Regions from separate parts of the Mus musculus genome. Here regions 1, 3, 4, 5, 6 and 7 are each linked to region 2. Evidence: chromatin contacts called from public HiChIP or PLAC-seq and promoter capture Hi-C data. All regions are on one chromosome and are shown on one strand. The core of a region is the stretch at or near the end of the contact, and the rest is flanking DNA. Distances in the headings are between cores, read along the strand shown.

The links. Promoter capture Hi-C pulls out the DNA fragments that hold promoters and counts their contacts. HiChIP or PLAC-seq counts read pairs in DNA pulled down with a chosen protein or histone mark.
Region 1: a promoter capture Hi-C map of hippocampal neurons shows a contact between it and region 2, with 4 times the contacts expected there. The contact joins the enhancer-like site here to the promoter of Zfp637 in region 2. A contact is called at or near these places in 7 of 39 promoter capture datasets (the 3T3-L1 cell line, embryonic stem cells, hippocampal neurons and 2 more), 1 of 484 Hi-C or Micro-C datasets (embryonic fibroblasts) and 1 of 115 datasets of contacts at active chromatin or transcription factors (the NIH/3T3 cell line).
Region 3: an H3K27ac HiChIP or PLAC-seq map of embryonic fibroblasts shows a contact between it and region 2, with 10 times the contacts expected there. The contact joins the enhancer-like site here to the promoter of Zfp637 in region 2. A contact is called at or near these places in 5 of 39 promoter capture datasets (the 3T3-L1 cell line, cranial neural crest, embryonic stem cells and 1 more), 1 of 484 Hi-C or Micro-C datasets (embryonic stem cells), 3 of 115 datasets of contacts at active chromatin or transcription factors (the NIH/3T3 cell line, craniofacial prominence and embryonic fibroblasts) and 2 of 9 other capture datasets (adipose tissue and embryonic stem cells).
Region 4: a contact with region 2 is called in a promoter capture Hi-C map of liver, with 2.8 times the contacts expected there. The contact joins the promoter of Zfp9 here to the promoter of Zfp637 in region 2. A contact is called at or near these places in 3 of 39 promoter capture datasets (the 3T3-L1 cell line, liver and pre-B cells), 1 of 484 Hi-C or Micro-C datasets (muscle stem cells) and 2 of 9 other capture datasets (liver and pancreatic islet).
Region 5: a contact with region 2 is called in a promoter capture Hi-C map of hippocampal neurons, with 6 times the contacts expected there. The contact joins the enhancer-like site here to the promoter of Zfp637 in region 2. A contact is called at or near these places in 9 of 39 promoter capture datasets (the 3T3-L1 cell line, the C10 cell line, cranial neural crest and 5 more), 3 of 484 Hi-C or Micro-C datasets (brown adipocytes, embryonic fibroblasts and nephron progenitors), 4 of 115 datasets of contacts at active chromatin or transcription factors (embryonic forebrain, embryonic limb bud, fibro-adipogenic progenitors and 1 more) and 2 of 9 other capture datasets (adipose tissue and embryonic stem cells).
Region 6: a contact with region 2 is called in a promoter capture Hi-C map of erythroid cells, with 8 times the contacts expected there. The contact joins the promoter of Ankrd26 here to the promoter of Zfp637 in region 2. A contact is called at or near these places in 5 of 39 promoter capture datasets (the C10 cell line, erythroid cells, liver and 1 more), 1 of 484 Hi-C or Micro-C datasets (memory CD8 T cells) and 1 of 115 datasets of contacts at active chromatin or transcription factors (pancreatic cancer cells).
Region 7: an H3K27ac HiChIP or PLAC-seq map of acute myeloid leukemia shows a contact between it and region 2, with 11 times the contacts expected there. The contact joins the enhancer-like site here to the promoter of Zfp637 in region 2. A contact is called at or near these places in 5 of 39 promoter capture datasets (the 3T3-L1 cell line, the HPC-7 cell line, cranial neural crest and 2 more), 1 of 15 datasets of contacts at CTCF or cohesin (the NIH/3T3 cell line), 2 of 115 datasets of contacts at active chromatin or transcription factors (acute myeloid leukemia and embryonic forebrain) and 1 of 9 other capture datasets (embryonic stem cells).

Annotation. Positions count from the first base shown.
Region 1 is chr6:116,893,950-116,896,973 of GRCm38.p6, reverse strand. No RefSeq gene overlaps it. Among named protein-coding and RNA genes, the nearest start is that of Gm36873, 100 kb to the right of the region's middle. Within about 2 kb of position 1,708, at least 30 of the 459 cell types and tissues checked have an H3K27ac peak or open chromatin away from gene starts, as enhancers often do. A contact at or near this core is called in hippocampal neurons and liver, where this site is marked.
Region 2 is chr6:117,839,882-117,842,880 of GRCm38.p6, reverse strand. Zfp637 (zinc finger protein 637) reads right to left here and starts at 1,700. Exons shown (of 3, transcript NM_177684.3): 1 at 1,613-1,700.
Region 3 is chr6:117,070,479-117,073,554 of GRCm38.p6, reverse strand. No RefSeq gene overlaps it. Among named protein-coding and RNA genes, the nearest start is that of 2810048H02Rik, 81 kb to the left of the region's middle. Within about 2 kb of position 1,469, at least 37 of the 459 cell types and tissues checked have an H3K27ac peak or open chromatin away from gene starts, as enhancers often do. A contact at or near this core is called in the NIH/3T3 cell line, adipose tissue and embryonic fibroblasts, where this site is marked.
Region 4 is chr6:118,477,649-118,480,751 of GRCm38.p6, reverse strand. It overlaps Zfp9 (zinc finger protein 9), which reads left to right and starts at 1,479. Exons shown (of 6, transcript NM_011763.2): 1 at 1,479-1,546.
Region 5 is chr6:116,960,499-116,963,473 of GRCm38.p6, reverse strand. No RefSeq gene overlaps it. Among named protein-coding and RNA genes, the nearest start is that of Gm36873, 170 kb to the right of the region's middle. Within about 2 kb of position 1,388, at least 3 of the 459 cell types and tissues checked have an H3K27ac peak or open chromatin away from gene starts, as enhancers often do.
Region 6 is chr6:118,560,981-118,564,132 of GRCm38.p6, reverse strand. It overlaps Ankrd26 (ankyrin repeat domain 26), which reads left to right and starts at 1,862. Exons shown (of 34, transcript NM_001081112.2): 1 at 1,862-2,320. The coding sequence starts at 2,076.
Region 7 is chr6:117,217,901-117,221,011 of GRCm38.p6, reverse strand. No RefSeq gene overlaps it. Among named protein-coding and RNA genes, the nearest start is that of Cxcl12, 51 kb to the right of the region's middle. Within about 2 kb of position 1,786, at least 30 of the 459 cell types and tissues checked have an H3K27ac peak or open chromatin away from gene starts, as enhancers often do. A contact at or near this core is called in acute myeloid leukemia, where this site is marked.

The DNA.
Region 1 (3,024 bases), core at 459-2,958, 950 kb after region 2:
GGCAGATGTTGTAGTTCTCATTTTTCTGATACAGATGCAGAGGGCCAAGGGGTATGAGTGATGTATCTTTAGCTACACACCCAACAAAACGGAAACTTTCTGATCCTCACTTTTATGTACATCTCATGCGCATTCCACATCATTCAATGCCTGCTGCCCTGTGACAGTTCATTAAATCTTTTTACTAACAATAACTAAAATTATCACAATATTAAAATCAAAATGTAAATTGTAAACGAAGAGATGAGGATAATGTTCCTTGGTCACCTCTGAACTCTGAACTTTGTACTCTGTTGCTACAACGGGTATAAACAGCAACCATACATAATTCTCATCTAATTGACAATTGCTCGTTGGTCCAAAGCACACTGTGGTGTTATGAGCAGCTCAGAAACCTTGACATCTTCATTTTAATGAGCTGGATGTCCAGAATGATGCTACTGTAAGCAGATAGTTGGCAATCAGTGTCATGGCCAGTGCAAGGCACACAATATTCCGCACAGGGTTTTTCCCAGGTTCTCATGGAAGAGTTCCAGAAATGGAGGAATTTGTTTTAGCAAACATGGAACTGATATTTGGGCCAGCCAGGATGAACCATAGCTACTTTAGCATGATCAATATTATCTAAGCAGATATTTGCTAGCAAGGGCTCCTCTGATTGTTATCTATTCCCTTCTACTGCTCCCTTGGTATGTGTAAATACATAGCCTAGGAGAGTTTCACAGTAAACATGCAAGAGCGTTCTCTTCTGAATCCCTCGGTTCCATGGCAGTTGGCTCAAGTCATGACTTTCTTCTGATTAATATTATTTTCCACTTGATAACAGTGGCTTAACTGTACAATGGAATATATGACATTTGAAAAGTTCCTAAAATTGCCTTGAAATTATTTTACAAATAAACCTGGACTCAAAAATGAAAAATAAACCTCATTGTTAGGGGAAACCCCTCCACGTTACTTAAATTATAACTGGAAAAGCTATTAGTGACTCTAAGGTCACTTTACTTCTGACGTTAGCTGGTGTTTTCTCACTTACGTATACTTTCATGCTTTTGAAACAGGACGTGTAAAAGGAATATGAGTCATATATTAAGCAGTCTAACTATGGGATATTTGTAAATTTATGCACAATGGAAGCTTTATGTATTTATTTTTGCAATCTGAAACTCATTAGTATATGAAGTGCTTGACATTAGTTTAGTTAAGGATGATATATGTATCACAATCCGAAATTCCTGAACGATTTCTTCCCAAATTACCTGACAGTCCTAAATTCACACCTTGAAGCAAGATGATTTCAATCTGAGTAGGGTGGCGAATCTACCCCATTGTCCTAAGCAGTCAACCATGACATGTGGCTCAGCACCATTAATAAATCCAAGACCCCAGTTTCTCATGCCACTTTGAAATTCTCTGCAAGTTCAATTTTACGAAAAGAGATATATTCCAGATTTTCATTTTTTGAAGTAGACTCCCTCGTACATTTACAGAGAACACTGCCAAGAAACTGAGTTCTAATGAAATGTCATCCTGAGGGGCCAGGCTTGCTTTGGGAAATGTCCACTGAAAGGATGCGTTCAGAGGAATTCAGACATCTTTAGATCTCTGGCTCTCGTCCAAGTTGCACACAAGCCCATTTGGCACCAGCCTCACTGCGGCTTTCCCACAAGGCTCTGGATGGGTTCCAGGAGCTCAGTTAGGCTCCACTCTCATAGGATTCTGCACAATAAAGAGGAATCACAAAGCAGTCAGGCCTCAGGCTCTAGCCTCAGAGGAGACCCTGAAGACCCAAAGGAACAAGCTGCCATCCGGGACTCTAGAAGCTACAACAAAGGTACCTTTGCTCTCAACCACAGGAAGGAAGTATCAGCTGTACTTGGTTGTTCACACTGCCCAAAGCTCCGCAAATGTCATGATTGAGGATGGGCAGCAAATCTAGAAACAGAACATGTTCATGATTGTTCACAGGACAAAAGGAATCCATAGAAAGGTGTGTGATCATCACCTGCAAAGTCGTGGTCCAAAGGACACTTGACTTCTGTGTCTTTGACCAGCCAGTGGTGCATACTCTTAGCACCTTTTTAGTACATATGTGACTAAGCTTCTTCATCTGTACAAAAGTGCACTGGACAAAGTGGTCTAAGCCAGACATTGCTTGTATTTAAGAGCAGTGGTGGGTGAGCAGGGCCATGCTTCCAGCTGCTATTTCAATTCCAAATCACAAGATAGTAGTACATAGATAGAAATAGAGACCAGTACTGTCTCTCTGACTCCACTACATCTTCCCTTCTCTTCAAGAAAGTGAGTTGGAGCTCTTTTTGGTGCTGCCGTGTTTGAGGTGCTGGGATCAATTGTAGAGTCTCCTGCGTGTCAGGTGAACACTACAACCAATGACACCCTAGCCTTAAACTGCGGTTTGTAGGCCATTTCTACCTATTAGGCATGGGTCTCCAAGAATGTAAGTTTACTCCAAAATGTAGGTAAACAGAAAAAGGACAGGGTGCCCTGTTTACTCTTCAAAGTCAATCATTGCAAAACACAAAGCCATTACCAAATAATGACAGAAAAGCAAGATGTCCCAGAACACAAGCAAAATATACACATACACATACACACTCACATGCACACACACACACACACACACACATACACATATATAGCAAAAACAAAAACAGGGAGGTAATGAAGATATAGACGGTCAATCAGCACGTAGTCAGCCTGAGTACTCACCAGAATGTTCTGTCACTGTATTATCAGAGATTTGAAAGGAACCAACCAGCAAGTTCAGACTGCCATCTGCCTCTGCCTTTGGTTTTTAAGAGGAAGTTGGGACACAGAAACACCTTTAAGTGCATCAAGTCCTGTGACTCAGAAATTCAAAATGCATTCTGAGGAGACAATCCGAAGTAGACATAAGTCTTATGTGATGATGTTCACAATAATAAAAACAAATCATTTAAATGGTCAGATTTATTATGGTAAACTCAAATGTTGCCTCCAAGGCTTCTGTTTTTGAAAGACAAT
Region 2 (2,999 bases), core at 451-2,950:
AGATAGCAGGACTGACCAAACAGAAATGAATCTAGGAGCAAGGAGGCAGAGGGAAACAGATAGCAGAGAAGTAGGAGTGCCTACTGTACTGTTAGTCCCCAGGTAAGGGCCGCTCTGCTTGCATTTGGTCTTGATAAAAAATTGGGGTTCTCTACTTTCCAGGCAAGAAGTCAGCACACCAGCCTTCCTGACTGGTGTTAGGAAGAAATAGCTCCAGCTTTCCTTTTCAGCTCCCCTCAAGTTACAAGGACCTAACAAAGAAGGTCTTGTTACCTTCTGGTAATTCTTAGTAGGCTCTTAACCCAAACCACCACTCCCTCCCCCCACCCCCCATGGAATGCTTATTTAAGGATCAAATTCCTGAATCTGTACACTTTGTTTACATAGTGGTACAGTATAATCTTTGTTTCAGTATGTCTGGTCAAAATGCTGGATTCCTAGCTTAATGAATTAGCAATCTGATGGTACGATTTTCTATTTTATTAACCAAATAGCTAACCCTTCTATCCATTCAGTTATATAGCCTGATGTCAAGAAATCTTTGAAGGATTCACTTCCAACTTGGAACACAAGCTATAAAGGGGTCCCCTGTCATGCTGCAAATGCATTCACTTAGAGATATTATTGATTAAAAATAAAGCCAACAAAACTCCCCTGTGATTCACAAAGAAAAGCACATGGTAGCTACTCCCTGGGGCTGGACTTTTTTGTCTCTGGAGTGTCTAGAGAACATGGTTAAGTCAAAATGAGTGAACACGGTAGATACCTGAACTCCTCTACCTGCTAAGAAGTAGCCAACATGCCTCAGCTGTGTCTCCAGACTCCCTGATTAATAGCAGGACAACTGACAACAGGAAATTGTCAAGGAAGAACCTGTTCAAGTCAGAGCAATCAAATTCTTGAAGATATTGAAAGAGAGTGATTTCGTAACACAAAACGCTGCTTTTCCTATCAGAAATGTTACCACAGCTCAGAATTAGGCCCCGAGAGACTTGAATTTTTTGCCTTGTTTCCCTCGGTGTATGCCCTGTAGCAGAACAACCTAACAGCCCCGACTCCAGTTTCTTCTCTTAGTAAACAAGTTAACACTATCTCAATTAGCTAGCTCTCGGAAGAACTGAGGACCAGAAAGTGAGGGATCTCTTACATTTGAGACACGCCCTACAAATCCAAGACCTAAAATGGTGCTTTTTCAGGAGAGAGGGCTGGAGGACAGACAGGGTGATCTGTAGGGTTTGGGAAAAATCTAATGAGGCAATTTAACGTGCGATTAGGAGCTTTGGGTGAGGATGAATTCCCCCCACGCTGGACGCCACTCCCTGCTAGGCTCTCTCCCTAGGCGTGAACTCTGCTCTCCTGGCCTAGCTGGACCTTCCTGTGGCCCCTCCCACGCTCGCGGGGCCCCAGCCTCCCAGGGACCCCGACATTGCAGCAGGACCCTTCCGCAGCACACCGCGGCCCACCCGCTCTCCGACCAGCGCACCCTTGTCTGCGGTTGGCGATTTTGGCCCGGACGGCCAGCCTGGCCTGCTCACGCGCCCTGGCCGGAGCAGCAGGCTCAAGACACAGCCCCCTCTCTCGGGCGCACAGCCCCGGCCTCAGCAACACTCACCGCAGCGGCGCGCGCCCGCAGACAGACAAAGCCGGCGCCGAGCCCGTAGCAGCCGCTGCAACGCTGCGCGTCGCCGGACCACAACTCCCAGGAGCCCGCGCGCGCCCCGAGGCACTGTGGGAAGCGCCGCGACCGAGCTGCGGCAGAAACGCGGTGGCTGCTTCTGGTTGTTGGGGAGCGCCGTCCTGTGGAGGAGCGGTGGTTGAAGCTTGGGAATGCTTATGACGTTAAAACTGCAGAAGACTCAGGGTTCCCTATAGGAGCCGGGACCAAGTATTTCGGACAAAGAATCAGGAATACTCTCTGGTCCGTGTAATAAGTTTTTTTTCACCCAAAAGATGGACGAGGCACTGCAGGACTTCGGAGTTTAGGTACTACCCCGACTAGTTGTACGACCCAGGGCGCTCACTTGTGGGGAGCCCAGGTCCGACGGCTCCAGGACCCCATAGGGCACCTACGCGGGGCCCGGGAGACTTTCTGAGCCAAGGGAACTCGAGGGAACAGTATTCCCTGAGTGGACACTAACATTGTCTTCCTAACTGAAGAAGTTAATGACACAAGGGTTGAGATTTGAACACTCTAAAATTAGTTATTAGAGATGGGAGAGTAGCCCTTTTGGTCCTGAGAGGGGCGTGGATGAAATTGAGCATCCATTCAATAAAATCTCTTTTAAGATGCCTTAAACGTCCATCGACTGCATTTATTTATATGCATTTCTAATAGCCTTTTTTTTTTTTTTTTTTTTTTTTTGGTTTTTCGAGACAGGGTTTCTCTATATAGCCCTGGCCATCCTGGAACTCACTCTGTAGACCAGGCTGGCCTCGAACTCAGAAATCCGCCTGCCTCTGCCTCCCAAGTGCTGGGATTAAAGGCGTGCACCACCACTGCCTGCCTCTAATAGCTTTTCTAAAGGACATTAGTCTCACCCTGGAGCCCTGACTTGACTTCTTTCGTAGTGAGCCTCCCCCAGAGTCTTCCCTTGGTAGATTTAGCTATCCTATTGAATGAAAGAGACCATAAGAAATGTTCCTCTTGCAGTGCCCTTGTTCCTTTCCCAGAATTACATGTGTCAGACTGGATGAAATATTTGACTTCACAGGACATCTCTGTTCTGTGAGACCAGATGTGGGATTAGGACAAGTTTTAGTTGACAAAGCATCGGTAGGAAAAGGGGGCCATCAGGGGAGACAAGAACTCATGTTTCCTTCATAAATCTGCAAAGATTCTCTTAACAGCCTTGAGGACTTGGGTACACGTATTTTTTGGGAAAAAAAGATCCCATTTTGTTTAGTGTGTGGATGTGAGGGGTGTCTTGCTGTGCCTGTGGAGGTCAGAGAATCATTAGTATGAGTGGGCTCACCCTTTCCTACAGGGAATCGAACTCAGG
Region 3 (3,076 bases), core at 220-2,719, 770 kb after region 2:
TGCATATTCTGTTGATTAATTGTTTTGTAAGCATTTGTAGAAGGTGGCATATTTTTAATTTTGATTTCTATGTGTTTGATGTGGAAGTATAGTCTTTGTATGTTTATCTTATATACTGTAACCATGACAAAGTCCATTGTTGTCATTCTAGAAGTATTTTTGGCAATGGTAAGGGATGGGTTTCTGGAGACAATTCACACCATATGAGATTTTTATTTCACTGGCTGGAAGAATGGAGAGGTAGGAACTGCCCTGTCCTGTCTACTCACAGGGACAGCAGGCTGTCTTCACTGTCAGGCATAATGTGAGCTGGCTTCTATATCAGATCGATCAGGCTGAACACGTTCTTCTGTTCTTTGAGAATTTTTTTTTACATCTAATGTGTTAGTATTTTCTAAATTCTCACACAAAAAAATTCTCTACTTTATCCTCTTGTAATATATTTGTATTGACATTTGTATTGTTTATGCAATATATTTGTATGGTTGTATTATCTGTAGTATGTGTTGATCGATCATATGTATGTGTTTATTTGCCTTGCTTTTGAATGAGTAGTTGTCTCATGCACATGTGTTCTTGTCAGTCTTGCTTTGCTCACTTCAAACAATATCCACGACAAGCATAATAACAAGGTGGAGATTTTCCCACCATTTCCTGGTGCTTCTGATGGGTCTATTTGTGACTGGACCTGGGCTTATTGTATCACTTATTTACTGACAGCATGTGGTCACTCTAGTTTTTCTCAATTACAAGCAGCAATAGCCCATTGTGAGTAGACTTGTAACTACACTGACATTTAAGAAAAATTTTATTATCTTTGGGATGGAAGAGCAAAACCCAAGAGATTTTCTATCTCCCCAGAGCTCTCTTTTGATCCTGAGACGAGCTTAGATTTTAGCCTTAATGTATGCACTACCTGCATTGGCAGTGTGTTTTTGGAGTAGTCTGTTCAAGTTAAATTAACCTCACAGAACAGTTTTTAACAGTTCTACTATAATAGAAGCCCACAGTGCATCATCCAGTAAGTTCTAGGCATTGTTTTAATTACTTGTTTCACAACAAGCCAATGAGGTAATGATCGAGACTCAAGTTACAGACAGTGGCTGAGAAGGATGTAGACACAGTCTGTGTGCGAGCTTTGACTTGCCCGCTGGAGAAACTCAACATTTTCCTTTTATTATTCTCCTTCTGTCTGAACTGGAAATAAAACTGTCTGCTTCTCAAGATGCTTCAAAGAACAAACGATGTAACAGCTCTGATGGCGTTTTTAAAGCACAACTAGCAAATAATATATTCACCATTTCAATCATTTTACTTTTCTTCAGGGAAGATCATGAACACCGATGTCACTTCTCATCATGGTATCCAGCACGATCCGTCGAGTCACTCTCTCAGAAGGTGGGTGGTTAAGACCATTTATTTCCCAGTGACTCCATGAATCACTTTTTTCCCCCTTAGAGTTCTTGACGTCATCCTTTCTCCTCAGGAGGCTGCCTCTGACTGTTCACAGTCCCTGTGCTAGGATAACTGTTTCTCAAGTCTCCCTAGAAGTCTTTCATGATGATCTGCTAAACACATTCCTGACATCCTTTCTGCACAGCACCCACACTTCCAAGAAGCAAAGTCATGGGGATGGCGTTCAGAGTCCGCAAAAACTACATGTAGAGAGGACAACGCTGATAGCCCATTGGTGGGAATTGGGAGTGCAATTCCCTGTCTTCACTTTTTCTGTATCAGTGATGCACTAAGTGTCTGTTGATTTCCACCCTGAGTGAGTCAGATGGCAGCCGGAGAGGCTATTGTTAGAGGAGATAAGTAAAGCTGCCTGAAGCACAACTTTAATTAATTCAGCATTAATTCTACATTAAATATTGAGAATAATGAGTGTTCCCCAGATGTCATTGTCAAGTGTAGGAGAAACAACAAACGTGTCAACTTAAGCAAGTTACTGGGCAAAAAAGTAGGGGAAAGGTTTGTCTCAATCGGAACAATCTGTTACTACTCTCTGTTGCCCAGAGAGACAAATGTTCAAGTGACGCCCACGCAACATCAGTTTGGCGCTCAGCATCCCATCCTCGCTGTGACAGCCCTGCAGATGGTCTGTGAGTAAACATGGCTCATCACATCCTTGTTTTAGGAGGTCAGCTCTCCTCCTCACTCACTCCATTTTTGCCAAGTGACTTTTATTTTGTGGTTGTTGCTTTTGAATGGGAGTCAAAATAAGTAAATCAATACTGCTCTTCTTTTGTAGCTGCCAGCTCTGACTTTCTCCAAGCATGCATGGGCTTCACCCAGTGGACAGGCATAGAGCAGGCTGCATGGGTCCAAGCACCCATAGGTTTAGCTCATGGAGATCAGATGCCATTAGGCTGCGAGCTGTTTAAGCTCCAGGCTCCCACCGTGTCCTCATCATGTTTGCTTGTACAGCAGGCACACACGGTCTTGTGTGCTTCCAGGAAATTTCTTTCCTAAATGAAATTCTATTCAGTTTTCAACATGTATACTCTTGTGTTATTATTAAATATCCTCTGACAAGTCAATTTCCTGAATATTCTTACTGTCTGTCATATGTACAAAGAAGAGAAGCCTATAATGGGGTAGCCTATCGTTTTAGTCTCACTTTACTTTTTCTCTTTTTACAGTTCTATTATCTTGGGAGCTTGAGTGATTGAATTTCCTGCCTTTGCAAAGGATCTGAGTTTGGTTCCCACTACCCACATGGTGGTCCCCAACCACCTAGAACTCCAGTTTCTGGAGATCCAGTGCCCTCTCTGGCATCTGAGGAATTGTATGAACATACTGTACACCCATAGATGCTAGCAGAACAGCCACACACATAAAAGAAAATAAATAACTAAAAAATCATATCTAATCCAGTGTGAGCACTAGGTAAATACAGTATTGATGAGACATGGCAAGACAAATGTCCAGAACTGATAGATAGCACTCAAAGGAAAAAAAATGCCAGTTTTGAACCTGGCAACATTCTTCAGAATTTTCCAGAGACTAAAAATTTTAGGCTATTATGGTATTGTTCTTAGACACAGGAAGGGCGTGTCACATGAAATTCATGCCA
Region 4 (3,103 bases), core at 230-2,729, 640 kb before region 2:
TTTCCCATTTGGTTTTACCCTGCCCATCTATTGTTTCCGCCAGTGTGTGTGAGTGTCCTCATTGATGACTTCTTCTGTTCTATTACTCTGAAGGCTCTGTGAAGGGACCAAAGAGATGGGGCAGAGGTGACGAGTGCTGGGTCCACTTCCAGAGGACCAGGGGTTCATTTCCCAGTGCCACATTATGGCTCACGACTGATCGTCACTCCAGTTCCAAGGGATCAGATGCCCCCTTCTGGCTTCATCATGCATGTCTCCCACATGATACACAGACATGCAGGCCCAAACCCATATACACAAAATAAAACAGCCCCGGGAAGCAGCTTGCACGTTGGAAAAGGAAATTTGGGGTGCCCTAAGTCTATGTTCCAGGACCATCATTATGTTCAGTTCACAATAACCCCTTAGAGTTATCCCCTTAGAGGCAAGAGCTGTGTTTCTGTGCCAACAATACCTTTATCCTGAACCTTGCAGGCTGTTTGGTCCCCTTGTCTCTTAAGTTGGCCTTTTGAGGACCAGTCAATGAGTCTGAGTCCTTATGGCTGCCCGGGGCTCAGTCGTTGATCTTAAAAGCTCTGGCACCATATATGCTATATGTATACATTTATGTGTAAAAATTGTAACTTTCGTATGAAGAATGTAATATTTCCATATTTCTAAGGTTAGTACAGTGCGGACTAAAGTTATGGCCAAGGACATATACAAGTTGTTTTACATATTCAGGACATCGTTCTTAGTGAGAGGATAAGAATGGCATTCTGCATCGGTAGGATACAACTTTAAAAATTTGGCCAGGGGGAGGCGGGGACTAACATGTAGGGCACTTTACTTGGTGTATTCTTTTGGTTTATATATACTGTACATATTTTTTTAGTTTCTCGCGTTTCGTGTTATCGTTTACATAGTTTTGAAAGGTAGTAATCCTAAGACAAAATTGCAAGCTCCTTGGATGTAAACTTCAAGTATTTAAGCTACCCCACCGTACACACTGCGCACCCTCTGACGGCCTTCTGTCTAACTCCGCAGGGTGCCCATTGCTTGTTCAATCATCCCCTTAAAGATCAGGCCTTAGGGAAGCAGCGCAGCGCTCAACAGTGAGGTACTCAGAGCCAAACTTCATAACGTGATCACACACGGAGTCATCGCGGAGGCTTCTGGAAAGCGTAGTCCAGAAAGGAGGGCCGTTAGGCGCATGGGCAGAGCCCTCGCCTGTCAGCTGAGGAACTTTTGTCCTTCGTCTTGCGGGGGACACCGAGCCCCGCGGCATCCCCCGATTTGAGGGGTTCTCCGATTGCGGCGGGCGGGCGGGCGAGCGAGCACGCGATCCTGTGGGGCGGCGGCGGGAGGAGCGCGCTGGGCGGGCTGAGGAGGGGAGGGGAGGGGAGGGAAGGGGAGGGGAGAGGAGGGGACATCAGCGGGAGGCAGGCGGGTCTGAGCCACCGCCCGGGTGACGTGGCACCCACTCGCCTTGTCCTCCCGCCACGTCGGCGTCCTCCCGCTTCTCAGCCATCCCCGGGCATCTGCAGCGGAGGCCGCTGTCACCGAGGTGAGAATCGCTCAGGGCGCACGGAGCAGGGCAGTCTTGCAGAGTGCTGTGGAACAAGCAGGGCGGGCTGCTGCTTTTCCAGCAGAGCCAGGTCCTTTCATCTGGGCCCCTCAAAGCTGTTCACAGAGGCTGTTTGGTTTACCCAGTACCTGCGGGTGGTCGTAATCCTCTATTGTTTAACTCTGCCGGGCTTGTCTCTTCCACGCAGTCCTGTCTGCGTCTGCTTTCCGTGCAGCCGCTGAGGACACAGCCTTGAAGCATACTTGATCATACCTGGAGTCTTCTATTCCTAAAACTCCTCCAGCCTCCTCTGGATCCCTTAGTGTGAGAGATTAATTAAGGCTCTCCCTCCCCATATCCCTCAGCTATCCTTTGTTAGACTGTTGAACAGTTATTTGGAAGTACAGTATTGCTTTTTAAAAAAAGGTCTTTCAGTATTAAATTTTCCTGAGAATCTGGGAATTATATACACTCACCCTCTAAGGGAATAGAAGTAAAACAGATTGGGGGTGGGGTGTCGATCTGGCCTTGGAGCTCCAGACTAGTTTGGAGCTGTTGAAACTCCTGCCTCAGCCTCCAGGATGCTGGGTTTACAGGTGTGTGCCACCCCGTCCAGCAGAGACAGATCTAAAAGATGAGAACTGTTGTTCATTTGTGTTCTCTGTTACGAAGGAGATTTCCTAAGGCTGATGATTGGCGCATTTGTATCTGGCCTTATACATTAGGCCTTTGGTATGCACCCGGCTGACTGGAATTAAGCATTTGGTTTTTTGTTTGTTTGTTTTTGTTTTTAATCTATATACACGATATACCTTTTTAGGGAATATGGTACTAAAACTGTTGTCTAATTAATTAATGACTTTATTTATGTATTTATTTGAAATAATGTCTCACTATGTAGTCCAAGCTGGTCTAGCTCTCGTTCTATAGCTTAAACCAGCCTTAATCTTGCTATCTGCCTGCCTCGGCCTTTACAGTGCTGGGGCTAGAAGTGTGCCTCACTCCATGTGGCTTCAAATTGCTATTTTTGAAGGTAATTTTGTTTCAAAGCTTCATTTGTTTCAAAGCTAGATTTGGCAGCCATGCAACAGTTCATTAAGATGTAATTTAATTTCACCCCACCCCCCTGTTTCAGCCTGTTTTGAGAGGCCAGTCAATTACAGGGATCTAAACCTGTTGTGTGGCTGTCAAGGCTTGACCGGAGGCTGCACAGAGGGTTATTCACCATGATTTAATTCCTTTCACTTTAAGAATAATAGCATTGAAACTAAGTCCCAATGCCGGTAGCAGACATAGCAACAGAACCAAAAGGAATCATATATAAGAGAAAATGGATCACATGTAAGGTTCTTGAAGAAGTGCTCCGTTTTCTTTTTGCTTTGAGAAACTGTAATTTAGGGAGAAGAAATGCCTGGTATTTGAAAGCTTTAAGATGACTTTCTAGCTTTGGAGGAATGTAATATTAACAGAAAAAAAATGTTACTTCCAATATAAACAGCCAAGGTCCCCTGTTTGCATATGTTACAGTTCCTTTGAAATGAATCTGTTCTTTGGTGT
Region 5 (2,975 bases), core at 139-2,638, 880 kb after region 2:
TTGCATATTTAAAATATGTTAGTGTTTTAAATGTTTTTTTTTTTTTCTGGTGACATAAAAGTTTAGAAAGGCAAACACTGTAATAAAACAAAAAGCCACATTCCAGTTAGGAAGACCTGAGAGAGACAGTCTCCCTTTCTGTCAGAGCCGTTTCCCACCCACGTCAGATGTGTGAGTAGAGGTCCCTTTGATAAGGCAGGCAGTTGGCCTTCTCTCTTTCCTCAAGCGGCCCAGGAAAGGACCGCCAAGTCCAAACGTAACCGCAAATCAACGCTTCCCTGCACTTCAACCTCGAGAAACCACGACAGGGAAGGGAGCGAGGCAGGCAGATGCTCCTCTTAAAGGGATTGGACAGTGTGCCTTTGCTGTGCAGTAACGAACAAGAGAACATTTGTAACCACAAGGGCCACGGAATCTCACCCAAGCCATCTAGAAGCCATCAGTTGAGCCTAGTCGCTGTCACTGGCAGAGGTGGTAGATGCTTTTCTTTCCAACACTGCTGAGGAACGTATACTGTAGGGAGAGTTTGATGCTGTCCCATAAAATACCTGGTTCTCCATTTTCTTACCTTAGTTTTCGCTCCGATTTTACACAACATAAATGGCGATGAACCAATCATTGAATTCGTTTCAAATACCTTTAAAAAAATCTTTTAGTGATCTTTTTCAGCTTAACTGTTATGATTAACACCTGTTTCTCTTTCTGATTTCCTTACTTATAAAGATGCAGTAGCTGTGAGATTTCTGTCCTTACATTTTCCTTTACCTCTTTAAACATGATCTTGAATCCTCTAGCAGAAAACGAATTGAAGTCTTTATATGCTCAGAGAAGTGTGCTCGCAGTACTTATATTCCACTTCCGTTCACTGTTTTTATACATTTTTACAAACTTCTTGGCTCTTTTTATCTCCCTCTTCACATCTTATACTTATTTTGTTATTGGATATTGGAATGTTTAATGATATATCAAAAGAGCTATGAAGCTTTCTGCCTTGAGAGTTTCTGTAGTTGTTTATTAACCAGTCTGGAATTGTCTGCAGACAGGCTCCCTGACATTATATGGCCCCTGATGCCATATAATGGGGGGCTAGTCCACCCCCGCCCTTCCCCATCTGAATAGTAGGGAGGGTCTGTGCTCGGAAAAATGTTAAAGCGTGGGGGACTTCCAATCTCTGTGGATGGATGTACAGGAGGAGTTGCACCTTTGGGACTGGCCAGGTACCAGAAGGACCCTGGCCTGTATTTCTCCTGGGCTTTCTAGTGTCTTCTGTCTGCACATAGCATTTCCAGTTTTACATGAGAGTGTACTGAGCCTTTGAAAGTCTTCTATGGCTTTCTAATTGCCAAAATATCTCCCTGAAATTCCAGGCTGTTCTGCCAGGAATTGCTACCTGGACCAATAGTGCCAGGCTAACACTCTTCTGGGCCACTCCTTTCCTGTTTCGATCTTTATTTTGTTAAAAACACCATTGGCCATTCATTTTCACCCCCAAATCTAATTAAAGTCCCTAGCCCCTACAGCAGCAAATCTTCTGGTGTTCATGGCCAGCACTGCCCTGGTAAGTCCACACACTGAGCAGCCCTAGCAACTTCCAGCTGCAGGAGCCCCTGTTTGTGCTCAGGTTTCCAGTGGAACTTCATGCTGATTTGCTTTAAGTCTCTCTCCTCCTCCCCTCCTCTCCCTGCTCCTGCTCCCTTTCTCTCTCCCTCTTCCCCCACCCCCTCTCCCTGAGACAGGGTTTTGCTGTCCTGAACTCACAGAGATCTGTTTGCCCCTACTGGGACTGAAGGCATGTGCCAACACGGCCTGGCATCAGTCACTCTCCAGAGACTAAAATGCTCATTGTTGATAATTTTGTTTAATTTTAGACCTGTCTGTTTAAGGTATAACTATTGTTGTTTTTTGCTTGTTTTTGCTATCATTCTCTTGACCCTAGCCAGAAATGCAACCTGCTTTTAACTAAGGTACAGGTAAATTAATATATTTTCTTTTATATTCTTTTTAATGTTGCAGTTTTCTACAAAAATAAAAAAAAAAAAATAACCTTTTCTGGGCTGGAAAGAGAGCTTTCTAGTTTCCCAGAGGATCCGAGTTCAGATCCCAGCACCCACTAATGGCTAATATATGCTTGTAACTCCTGTTCCAGGGGATCCAATGCCATGTTCTGGATTCTGAACACGAACACACACACATGAGTACTGACACAGATACACATGCACACATACATACAAATACACACACGCATGTATGCATGAATGCAATGCATATAAATACACATACATACAAACAAAATTAAATATTATCTTAATTAAAAAATATTTTCCCTCCCTTTCTTAGCTCCAAATATTTTCTCTTAAATTTGCTTATTTAGCTTTTAATTCACTTGGAATTGAATATTTTGTACACCCTACTATAGGTTCTGTTTTTTTCTTTTTCCTTATGTAAAGATTACATACATTTCTAATCCAAATCAGAAGGACACTATTTTGAGATAACCACAATTTTTAATATGTTAAAAAGGGGATGTGATACAGACTAAATGAGAATTCATGTACTTTATGATGTGGGAAAAAGCTCTTGACAAGGCCCCTGGGCCACGAGGACAGGCAGTTTTGTGGCCCAGGTCAGTCATATACCTCGTAGTTAAAAATAGCTAGGGATGGGGATTCCCCAAGAGTCAGTGTTTTCTTTTCCTCCTTTGATTGCCCCAGTGACCCCCAACCAAGGGCTCTAACCCTAGAATGTTCGTCAGTCTTGATGAGGTAGATTATGGGTACCAAAGTCAGCTTAGTTTTATTTAAGCTAAACCCCAAATCCACAGTATGTGCTTGACAAACCCTTTCCTGGTTTTTTGGAAGTGCCTGACTTTAAGCACTTGCTATTCCCTTGCTTGCAGTTTCTATCTTGCTGCCTCTGTCTCACCCCATGTCAGTCCACCCGATTAAATCAGACAGAAGTTTTGAAGATTCCAGAGG
Region 6 (3,152 bases), core at 613-3,112, 720 kb before region 2:
TATGAATGTCCCATTTGCATGCCTGTCTATGTGCCACATATATGCAGAGCCAATGAAAGGTAGAAGAGGGCATCAGGTCCCCTGGAACTTGTACAACCGACCAATGCTAGTCTTCATCACATGGGTGCCGGACAGTCAGTGCTCTATCGGCTGAGCCATAGCTCCAATCCCCTGTACTTGTGTTCTAAATACTTGTCCTTGTACCCACAGATGAGTGTAAGTCTCACCCCTTGCCAAAGAAGCTTCTTTTTGCAACAGGTGGAGGTTACTAAAGCAATCTACAGCTGGTCAAAATGCAGAGAATAACTAGCTAATAGTTAAATGGACCCAGAGCAAAGCCCAGAGCAGTGTGATAGAGAGACAGAAAGCAGGGGCAGTGGTCTACACCCAAAACACCAGCTTTCCAAAGCGGAGGCAGGAGAATCATTAAGGTTCAAGGGTAGCATAGGCTAGAGTGAGATTCTGTTTTACACACACACACACAGAGGCACACATGCACACACATGCGCGCACACACACACAAAGATAAAATTAGCAATAGAATTTATTTCAATTTTTATTACAAAAGATATAGTCAAATCAAAAACCTGTGGAATCATTCCATTGAGTACAGCATGTATTACAGATCCACACTGCAGAAGTGGGATTCCTGTGGGTTGGGGAGCAGGGGGAGGGGGTAGGATAGGAAAGCTGATAACATTCGAAATGTAAAGAAAATATCTAATAAAAAATTAAAAATTAAAAAAAAAAAGAAGCTGTACCATAGGAACTGACTGATCTGAACTACTGCCGTAGCAAGTTTTGAACGTTGCAAGTCCAGAAGCAAATCACATTGAGCCATCGTGTTCTCCTGTGCGTGGGACCTAGCTTCTTTATGTCCAGGAGGTAAAGCCTTTGGAATGTCCACTGGGACTCCTAGCTTCCATCAGCCAAAGGGGGTAAGAAATTCATCAACTGCCATCTGAGGGGTGTTAACACAAAACCCACTTACCTGACGTACCCACCGACGTATCTGAAAAGTGGGTTGATTTGTTGTCGTTTCTATTAAAATTGGAACATGAAACAGGATTTGAGGTAGCCTGAATTTGAGGTAGTTCCTGCGGCCACTGGAGGTCCTATTAGGCACGAACGGTATTTTATTCCCTTTGAGGTGAGTTGTGGCTTTAGATTGACAAAATTTATTAACAATTTAAAACGTCAAGGTGAACACTTACACTGGAAAACTGCTTACTAAGTATTACTTTTTCCAGGTCCAAAACCAAAAATTTACACACATCATATCGTTTCATTCAGATCCCAAATGCAGACAACCTTTTCTTCTTACCTCCCATCAGCTTGTCTAACTCATATACTGACTCTTTAGGCTGTGAAACACGATCATTTATTGCACTAATTCCCAAACTACTTAGCTTAACAAAATCTCTTCCCTTACTCTTCCACGCCACGATTCCATCCATGCTGTTTGTAGTTTACTTTTTGATTATCGCCTACCTAGAGTCCAATAGGTTTGCTCCCCAACAGGTTTAACTGCCACTGAAACACAAGGCCAAAGCTAAGCAGGGAGGCCGGACTCCAGAAGGTTCTGCGCCCATCTGCCAGGCGCCCTCAATGCCCGCAGTCCTGGAGTACTGGGTCTGGGTTCCACGCTGCTGAGCGACCCCCATTCCTGTTGAAGCCTTGCAGCGATCACGCCCAAACCGAGGCTAACCCGGGCCTCTGGAAACAACACACTGCCCACCTCCGCCTTAAACCCCGGGTTAGAGAACCCGCTAGGTTGCAGCGCCCTGACCTCCTGAACAGCAAAGAAGGCGGAGCCTGGCCGTGCGCACGCGTGCTGGGCACTGGTCGCTGCTGGGCCTGTGTGAGCATGCGCGGCAGCAAGAAGGCGCGGGTTGCTAGTTTGCAGCTCGGCTTGGCGATTATTGTGCTTTAAAAACCTGCCGGGCCATGCAGCGTCTTTCCCGGTGGGATCCCGTGCGTCTAGGCCGGCTTTTCAATAAGTGCCCTAGCTGCGTTGTGTTGTCAGCCAACGTTGCGCGGGGAAGAAGGTGCCTGTGAGGGGCGTACCCTCTGCCATGAAGAAGATTTTTGGCTTCAGGAGTAAGGGCCCATCGCCCTTAGGCCCCTCTGCCCGCCCGCGCAGCAACTGCGTGGGCTTTGGACGCGAGAGTGCTAGTGGCTCCCACGTGCCCAGGTACCATATTCACGACAAGGATATGGGCAAGATCCACAAGGCTGCAAGCGTGGGAGATGTAGCCAAAGTGCAGCATATCCTTATCCTTGGAAAAAGTGGCGTGAACGATAGAGACAAGAAGGACAGGTAATAAATGGCCCGCCAGTTAGCGGGGCGGGACGAAGCTGGTGGGGGAGCGTGCACCTACCTTGTCTGGCTTTGGGGCTGGAAGACAGAGAGTCTATCTTTCATTAAGGAAGCTTGACTCTTCCCACCTGGCTTTGAATGCCTAAGTCTTAGTGGGGTCTAAGCCCTGACCTGTATGAACAGCAAGGACAGCAACAAAAAACACTTCAGCTGGTTTCTGATCCACTGACAGTTCCCTTCACTGGCAATGTAAAGCGAGTTAACTAACATTTTAACTTTCTGCATACATATAAGAAAGTTTTATGTTGTAGAAATACATAATAGGAGAAATGTTTCTGTTCAAGGTTAAAAATTCTTCCACTAACATACAGGATCCATCTTATCACTGCCGTACACCTGTGTGAATGGTTTTGGTTGGTTGGTTTGTTTTTACTGCATTTTGAAGTGGGAAAATAGTTCCATATTCTCGAGTCAAAGATTGGTAATTCCCAGAACTCGAACTCTGAATATCCTGATCAATTTAACGTAAGCCAAACCCGACCGTCAGCGTTTTAACAATTTTGAGTTTCTTATGTTGCTTTTGATTTTGTGATGAGACGAGAAAAAAAAAACTTTCTAAAGGATAAAACTACTAGTTTTCACAAGTCAGTCGTTTACTAGCAGCCAAAGAGACACAGCAGTGAGCAGGGTGGAATAGAAAACCCAGAACATATCCAATCAAGTATATGTAAGAATTTAGATATTGCTGGGCAGTGGTGGCTCATGCCTTTAATCCCAGCACTTGGGAGGCAGAGGCAGGTGGATTTCTGAGTTCGGGGCCAGCCTGGTCTAC
Region 7 (3,111 bases), core at 537-3,036, 620 kb after region 2:
CTTGGCTAGGAAAAGAAAACATTGTTCAAACAGGTGGGTGAGCGTTAGCTTCAGGGAACGCTGAGAAAGAAAAACTAGAGACCTTACCCAAAACATTCACGGCCTGACCTTTGCAGGTGTCACAGGATCTTATATCCGGAAGTCCGGAGGACAGCCCCTCTCCCCTCACTTCAGGGCCCTTTGCGAGGGTGCCTGTTGCCAGCTGAAGTTAAAGGGCAGCAACCATCAGGGACAAGGTTAACCCTGTACACGTGAGGCCCGGGCTCTGTCATGCATGCTTGTGAATGGTTGGAAGTCTCTACTGCAAAGGGCCTGCCTGGGCCTCAGAAAGCACCTGATGGCTGAGGGCTACCCCCTCACCAGTGAATGGAGATCTGTCCTGATGGTCAATTTGGTTTATAAATCTGTGCTTTTTAAAGAAAGCATTTGGGAGATTTTATGTATAAAACTCTTGAACAATTTACTCTGGGTAATTCATAAGGCCTAAAGTCCTATAAGACTGAGCTCAGGGACCTGGGCCTCTGCATTTCCTGCTCCCATCCCCTATTCAGGCACCCAGGCACCCTGGCAGCTATGTGCTCTGTCCTGTCTCTCCCCTCTGTTGGAGACTTCCTCTATACTCCAGAACTCTCGGGGGCCTCCTATGTAACAGAGGGACACATTCCTTAGATATCAATAAGCCGACTCTATCAACCACATTGGTGAGAATTCCCAGTAAAGAATGCAAAGAAACAGAAAGATCTGCTTATGTGCAGTGGACCCTTGAACTGGTTTTTTTAATGTTCTTTGCTGAATTGGAACAGCAGCCAGCTAGGAGTGGCCGGAAAGAGAATGGCATCTGTAGGGCTCCACATGGGGGCATGGAGCTGGGCAAGGGAGTGTTCTGCTTAGAGCCAAGGACCCTACAGGGGTGACAGAAGGTGACAGGGAAGGAAGAAGGGAGGATGCTGCGCGTGCACAGCCCCCACTGCTCTCCAGCCGCGCCCTTACTCTGACTCTTTGTGATTCACACAGTTTGAGACATGCAAGGCAGATCTTCAATCCATTTCTTAAGTGACCCAGAGTGCCTAAAAATGGGATTTTACAATATCATAAACTTAATGCCTGAATCCCAATTCTAAACTCCAAGCTGTGTTTTTCTCTATCTCACAGAAGGACAAAGAAGGAAAAGGCCAGAGAGCAGGCCATGACTCCATTCTTGGATCCTTGTGCCTACTAGGTGCACAACAAAGACCTTGATTGTGTTCTAAGGGTCTTGTACCTACTTTGTGCACAACAACTTTTGAATGAATACATGATGGATAACAACAAGAGATTTTTTAAAAGTAGCAAGTGCGTTATGCCAAGAATGTTTTCAATTTCCAGGTTCTGTCATTTATCTTAGTTTTTAAAACAGTCTGCATATGTGGCTTATGAAAGTCAGTGGTGCAGTTCAGAAACAGAGAAACTGCGTGACCCAGCCATGCTTTGCCAAAGGCAAAATGCAGAGTAGGTAGGTTGATACTATGGCAGGAAACCAGCCCTGTAACCCGACCCAGAGAGCTGTTTATGCTCTGACTCTTGAGCAATATGGCTCAGAGATTCAGAGAAATGTTGTGTTGTGAGTTTTTAGGGGGCAGTGAGGGTGGCTCTCACTCTTTCTCACTGGAGGGCCAAACCTCAATATCCAGTGCCTCACCAAACACTCTCCAAGCCTACCACTGCCCCCCCCTCCTGCTCTAGATGAGCCTTAGTCATACATGCACACACACACACACACACACACACACACACACACGCACAGTCTGCTCTCTCTTTGCAATAGGCTCAGCACACCACAGTAGGCAGATCTGCCTAGGTAGTCGCCTGCACCAGTACCAAGAACGGAGTGTCTCAAATCCATGTCAGAATCAGAATCACCTGGCAGGCTTGCAAAAACAGCATGCTGAGCCCAACTCTATTGGTTCGAATTTGAGAGGTCCAGATGGAGGCTAAGAAGCTGTGTGTGCTACTGATGCTGCTCAGTCAGAGATGAAAGACAAGAAAGGCATCAGGCTGGCACTGACACACTTTTATAGCCAGGTTTCATCCAGCTCTCTGTCCTTTATGCTCACCCAGCAGTCAGGGATCATGTGTGTGTTCCCAACCGCACACATCCTGTGTGTGCCTTGAATGCTTTCCTCTTGCACCTTTCTTCAGGCTCTGCACCCATCCTCAGACCCTTCCACACAGTGCAGACCTCACTGCTCAGATTTTCTCAGCTCCCTTAGCAGAATCCCCTGCCTTGCTTTTAAAGGGCTTACTAGTTTCTTTCTTCTGGTTTTGGGGGACAGGGTCGCACAGCGGCTCAGTAACAGGCTTTGGGCACTAGCGGGACTGCTTTCAGTTCCCCCTTCTTCAACTGGCAAGCTGTGTGAGCCAAGATGTGGGGGCCTTGGGATCTCCAGGCCTTGGTTCCCTCCTCTGTGTGAGGACAGAAATTCATATTGAATTTAAGACCTGTCTGTGTTTTGTTGTTGTTGTTGTTGTTGTTGTTATGTTGTTTCGATCCTTCCCTTTGAATGTGACTGGCTTTCAAGACTCACTGTAACAAACAGCATGCAGTAGAAATGACACTGTAATTCTGAGATGAGGTCAAGTAAGCCATGCAGTTTCTGCAGACTGCTTTATGATACTTCTACTTGATACTCAACTCCTCTCCATGAGTGAGCCAAGCACTACCTGAAGATACCACATAGGCAACTTCAGCCAGGGTCTCAATGGAGGACCCAGATGATGTCACATCCACACTAACTGAGGCTCAATGTGACTTCAGTCCTCATCACCTGTCTTACTCCACTATGTGTTGCTATAATGAAGTACCTGAGGTTGGGCTTTAACTAAGAAAGGAGGGTTGTTTATCTCTCAGTTTTGGAGTTTTGCAAATATAATACTTGCCTGGTACTACAGATCATGGGTAGAACATTTGCCCTGTATGTCCAAATTTCTGGGCTCCATCCCCAATAATTCAAATAATAAATAGTGATAGCTCAACTTCAGAATCTGCTTGAGTGTAGGAAAGGCTTGCTGGATACTTCAGGCCATGGTGGATGATGGGAACACATGACAAAACAGCAAGAAAGAGGGAGCCTG